Linked DNA regions of Gadus morhua: region 1 is linked to region 2. The links are chromatin contacts, called in public Hi-C maps. All regions are on one chromosome and are shown on one strand. The core of a region is the stretch at or near the end of the contact, and the rest is flanking DNA. Distances in the headings are between cores, read along the strand shown. Region 1 holds the start of abcb6a (ATP binding cassette subfamily B member 6 (LAN blood group) a). Region 2 holds the start of LOC115542895 (E3 ubiquitin-protein ligase TRIM21-like).

Region 1 (2,700 bases), core at 95-2,594, 380 kb before region 2:
GGCTGTACCACGACACGAAGGCCAGGTTCTCCGCGCAGAAGGCCAGCGCCCACAGCAGCAGCAGCACCGCACTGTGGCCCCGGGTCCGATCCATCAACAGGGCCCGCCGCCTCTCCACCCTCAACAGGGCCAGGGCGTAGCCCCAGCCCAGGGTGGAGAGGACCCCGTACAGCACCACGTACCCCGGCAGCTCCGCGTCGCCGCGGGACGCTCGCCATATGGCGCCGCCCAGGAACTGGATCATGAGGACGATGGACAGCGCCTGCTGGAGCGCGTACAGGCAGGAGCGCGGGATGAACTTGGGCTCCATGGCCGTGCCATAGCGACGGTAGAAGACGCAGTGGAGCGTGCCCAGGAAGAAGGTGACCGTGAGCAGGACCGAGGGCAGGAGGGTGAAGTAGAAGCAGGGCGAGATGCCCCGGTCCACCCAGGTCTGGGAGATGGACGAGTTGGACTCGCAGTAGCTCCGCAGCACAGACATGACTAGTGGAAACGAGAGACGGGGGGGGAGGGGGGGGGCACAATGAGTGGCGGTATTGAGGTTCAAAGAGGATGGTCCACATTTGCTTTCCAACAACAAAACGAAACACTGTCGCTACAGTTGAACCTATCTGAGCTAGTGAATTGATTGTTAGTTCAGGCTTACTAATGCATTAACTACAGTACTATTGCTCTACGTGGCTATCTCTCTATCTTTACATGTCTATATCTCACCCTCACAATCTCTTCATACGTCGATAGTTTACTCTCTCTCACTCTCTCTTTGTCTCTCTCTGTTTTCGTGAGTAGACCACAGGAATAGCCTTCCCACTGTGATGGGAGACTGTCTGCAGACGTAAGGTTGAACATGCCAACCCCCTGAAGCATCATTCACAGCATTCTCATTAGATACAGAACACTGTAAGATGAGAACCGGATGGGAGAAGAGATCCGACACAATGACCCACCATGCACAGCAGATAAGATACACGAACAACAAGCATTGTCGGTACACTTGCATACACTTCAAATTGTTCCTCCGATAAATGATCAATACTCTGATCGAATAAACAAATCAATAGTACTGGGTGTATATATACTACATTCGTCCTACATGTCATGGAGCTTAGAGCACTATGTCAATATAACAGACTCACCTCAAAAAGGGTACGCTGGTTTTGTAAAGTGGCTTTAATTGACTCTCAGTCCCTTAGGCGATTCAATGTTTGGACGTGCATGTCTATTCCTGGCGATATATTAACCTAGCTCTGACAGGCTCCGCTCTTATTGTCCTTCGTGTTATAAGCGCCACTCCAGTTGCTTTGCTGGGAAACGCTGAGCGATCGATGACTCGGTGATCCACTGTTTACGCAATTCGCTGCGTCCGCCTTCAGCGACTTCTAGTGGGCGCGGCCGGAACTGCGTGCTGTGTCGACAAACTTCCACACGGCGGCGACAAATACAAAGCAATGGGGAAAATGTTGAAAGCGTGATGTGGATTTATGAACAAGCCAACATCCCCCCTGCTCATCTCCCCACGACACCGAAGTGGGAGCGAATGAAGCCTTTGTTGAATGCATTATAGGCCTATTTAGAAGAGAAAAGGCTTGGTTGTTTCAACGCATTACATTGTTTAGGTAAGATAATAATAGCCTTTTTCACTCCCATGTTGAGAGAGGGCAATAAGGTTGGATCTGATTCAGGCTGTGTGTGTGTGTGTGTGTGTGTGTGTGTGTGTGTGTGTGTGTGTGTGTGTGTGTGTGTGTGTGTGTGTGTGTGTGTGTGTGTGTGTGTGTGTGTGTGTGTGTGGTCGTTATGATGAGAAAAGGCTATAAGGCTAGATCTGATTCCGGCTGTCCAGGCTGCATGCATGCGTTCACGCGCGTGCCTGCGCATGCAGACGCGCGTGTGTGTGGTCGTTATCAAAACGCACTCAGAAGAAGAAGACGCCAGATCACCAGGAAGATAACTCAGGTAATTCCGTATTCATTGGTCTCCCTTCGGTCGGTATAGGCGGCCGCACACACTTCACCTCAACAGGTTTCCCGCGGGGATTTAAATGAGCCAATTGTGTGCAGCCGCGCGCGAGTTCCATTTGATCTTTCTAAAGAGCGGTGGGAGAGAGAGAGAGAGAGAGAGAGAGAGAGAGAGAGAGAGAGAGAGAGAGAGAGAGAGAGAGAGAGAGAGAGAGAGACTAAATGAGAGCATCCCCGTCCTATTTCTATCAGCCCCATCCTATTTTACCCCGAATGTCGCTGCGTCGGTTTGTATCATATATTGCACCTGTGATTGAAAAAAAAAAAGGGGGCGAGAGACAGAGAGAGAGAGAGAGAGAGAGAGAGAGAGAGAGAGAGAGAGAGAGAGAGAGAGAGAGAGAGAGAGAGAGAGAGAGAATAGCGAAGAAAGCCCGGATTCTGTGTGGCCTTGTCTGAACACGTCTGTGTGCGTGTGTCGCCCTTGCACACACACGTGCACACACACACACACACACACACACACACACACACACACACACACACACACACACACACACACACACACACACACACACACACACACACACACACACACACACACACACACACACACAAGAGGGGTGAATCTTATCATTTTTAGAGGCTTCACAATGGGCTCAATGAGCGGCTGATCGCCATTATCTCCGTGGCGCTATTGTGCGAGCGGAAATGTACGGTCGCTCCGCAGGTCCGGCGGCTTTGTCCC
Region 2 (2,700 bases), core at 26-2,525:
GGGATCTCCTCAAGGTCCCTTCGTATGACGGAGGACGGACCACCGTCGTCCAGTCCCTGGTGGGTGGAGGATTCATCAGGGGTCTGAAGGCCTGGAGGAAGTAGAGGTGGTCTTTAGTGTGTGAGAGCTGCCTCACTTCGGCGCTTCTGTTGGTCAGATCTTCTATTTCCTGCTCCAACTCTTTGATGAGGTCTTCAAATCGTTTCTCAGTGATTTTCAGTTTCTCCTGAACCGTTTGGTTGAAATCATCCTGCCACTTTTCAATGCAGCGCATCAGATCTGTCATGACCTGAATACCATCGGCTAACTCTCTGTCTGCGTCTTTTTTACCCAACTCTACTTCGTCTTTTATCTCTTTAATCCTTTGTTTTCTCTCCTGGATCATCTGCGGAACTTCAGCCTCTATCTTCCCCAGCTGGGCCATCCTCACTTCATATTCCTCCCTCAGAGGAACAACACGATGGGACCTGTGGTCTGCCTCTGTGCAGAACTGACACACAAACACCTGTTCGGTCTGGCAGAAGAGCTCCAGAAGTCGGTCGTGTTTCCTACACATCCGGTCTTCCAGACGGTCCATAGGTTCGACTAGTACATGTTTCTTCAGGCCTGCAACTCTCTGATGTGGCTCAAGGTGGGTTTGACAGTAAGAGATTAAACACATTAGGCAGGACTTCACAGCCTTCAGCTGGGTCCCAGTACAGGCGTCACAGGGAACTTCTGCTGAATCAACAAAAGGCTTCTCTTTTACTCGAACAGACGTTTTAATCTGAGCTGCCAACTCTGATAAGAGCGTATTGACCCGTAAACCAGGTCTAGTGTGGAAAAGCTCGTTGCATAAAGGACATTTGTACTGGACTTGGTCATCCCAGAACTTTGTAATACAGTTTCTGCAGAAGTTGTGTCCACATGGTGTGGAAACTGGGCTTCTGAACTCATCCAGACAGATGGAACATGAAAAGTTCTCTCCAGACCAGCAAACGTTAGCAGCGGCCATTCCTAGACACAGAGGACAAGGTTTATGTGTTGAGCCACTACATTTATTATCTTTTTCCATAACGAGAAGAGAGGTTTTAACTTCTCTCAAAGTGGTGCTGTTTTACTCACCTTGTTCTGGTTTCTGTCTGTCCGACTATTTGTTCCTAAATTCGTTTTAGTTTTATTTATAACGAGAGAATTGTTTCCACGTAGGTTTTCTTCTCAAGAACCTTAGGTTTCGTTTTCGAATAATGACTTCTTCTCGCTCTCCTCCGCTCCCCTGACACCTGGGGCGGGGCTTCTTCGAATTGTCAAATCTCCTAACGCCTCCTTTACTTAACCTTTGTGGAAAACGTAACCACTTTTCCTAACCGACGTCATTGCGCAACGGGGAGTATCGCTGACCTCTAGCGTCTCTACGGTGGAACTACAGCTTGTGAAGTTGGTCTACAACAAGCGCTCTCTTGATCCATGCGTTCTTGTCTTATTGATTTCAATCAGGTTGTCGCCCACAGTGAGAATCACTTAGATCGGACTTGGCCACTTAGCACCTGAGATCAATTAAGTCCCTGAGTCCTTAGAGTCCTCAAAGACGTAGTCAAATTGGGTCAAAAAGAGGCAGACATAGAGATAGCCGATGGTATTCAGGTCTTCACAGCTCTGATGCGCTGCATTGAAAAGTGGCAGGATGATTTCAACCAAACGGGTCAAGAGGAACTGAAAACCACAGAGAAACGATTTGAAGACCTTGGAGTCTTCAAATCAAAGAGCTGGAGCTGGAAATAGAAGATCTGACCAACAGAAGCTCAGAGGTGAAGCATCTCTCACAAACTAAAGCCCACCTCCACTTCCTCCAGACCTTCAGATCCCTAAAGGATCCTCCACCCACCAGGGACTGGACGACGGTGGAGGTCCGTCCTCCGTCATACGTAGGGACCTTGAGGAGATCCCGGGATCAGCTGGAGGAGACACTGAACATGGAGACGAATAAGCTCTGTGAGGCTGCTGAACTGAAGAGGGTCCAGAGTTAGGTCCAGGTTAAAGATAGGACAGGACGGCGTTTAGGAGTGGCCAGAGAGTCCATCGACAGAAAAGAAGCAATCACATCGACCCCAGAGATGGGTATCTTGACTCGGGGATGAGCTGGTATTAAATGATGATGGTGATGTCGATGGCACTCTGAGTGCTGAGCCCAAGAAGGTGGGCTTGTTTGGTGATTATGATGAGGGTCTGGTCTCCGATGTGGAAACCAGGGTTCATCTCTGCTCTGCTATTGGATTCGTCTCTGCTCAGCCTCTCTGTCCTCCATGCATGATTCTGCCCCAATGATCATCTCACCTGTCAATCAAACAGACTAGTCCTTTTTTTTATAATAAGATGAAGAAAAACAGCATGACTAATGTTGTTTCTTGAATGAGATCTCTTTTATGTGAGATCTGAACGAAATTATCCAACTGCTGCTAATTAAACCTTAGTTATATGAAGCATAACCCTTTATAAATTATCAGATTACACTATGTTCAATGTCTGTTTTCTCCTGAAAAGTTGAGTGTTCTGAAATTGTAAACAGATTCAGTTATGTGAATATGTTCGGAGGAAAATTTTGCATAATTTTGTATAATCTGTCGCTTTTAAACATTAGTTTTTACTTCTGAATCACTAATGAAATGTTTGTATATTTTTCTGATTAAATAATAAACTGCAAAAAAAAAACGAATGCTCAGT

The links. A called contact is a pair of places that touch in the nucleus more often than the background predicts.
Region 1: a Hi-C map of gonad shows a contact between it and region 2, with 12 times the contacts expected there. The contact joins the promoter of abcb6a here to the promoter of LOC115542895 in region 2. A contact is called at or near these places in 4 of 6 Hi-C or Micro-C datasets (blood, gill, gonad and 1 more).

What each region holds. Positions count from the first base shown.
Region 1 is chr4:39,610,098-39,612,797 of gadMor3.0, reverse strand. It overlaps abcb6a (ATP binding cassette subfamily B member 6 (LAN blood group) a), which reads right to left and starts at 1,344. Exons shown (of 20, transcript XM_030355174.1): 1 at 1,137-1,344; 2 at 1-483. The coding sequence starts at 481.
Region 2 is chr4:39,230,180-39,232,879 of gadMor3.0, reverse strand. It overlaps LOC115542895 (E3 ubiquitin-protein ligase TRIM21-like), which reads right to left and starts at 1,275. Exons shown (of 2, transcript XM_030355385.1): 1 at 1,105-1,275; 2 at 1-996. The coding sequence starts at 994.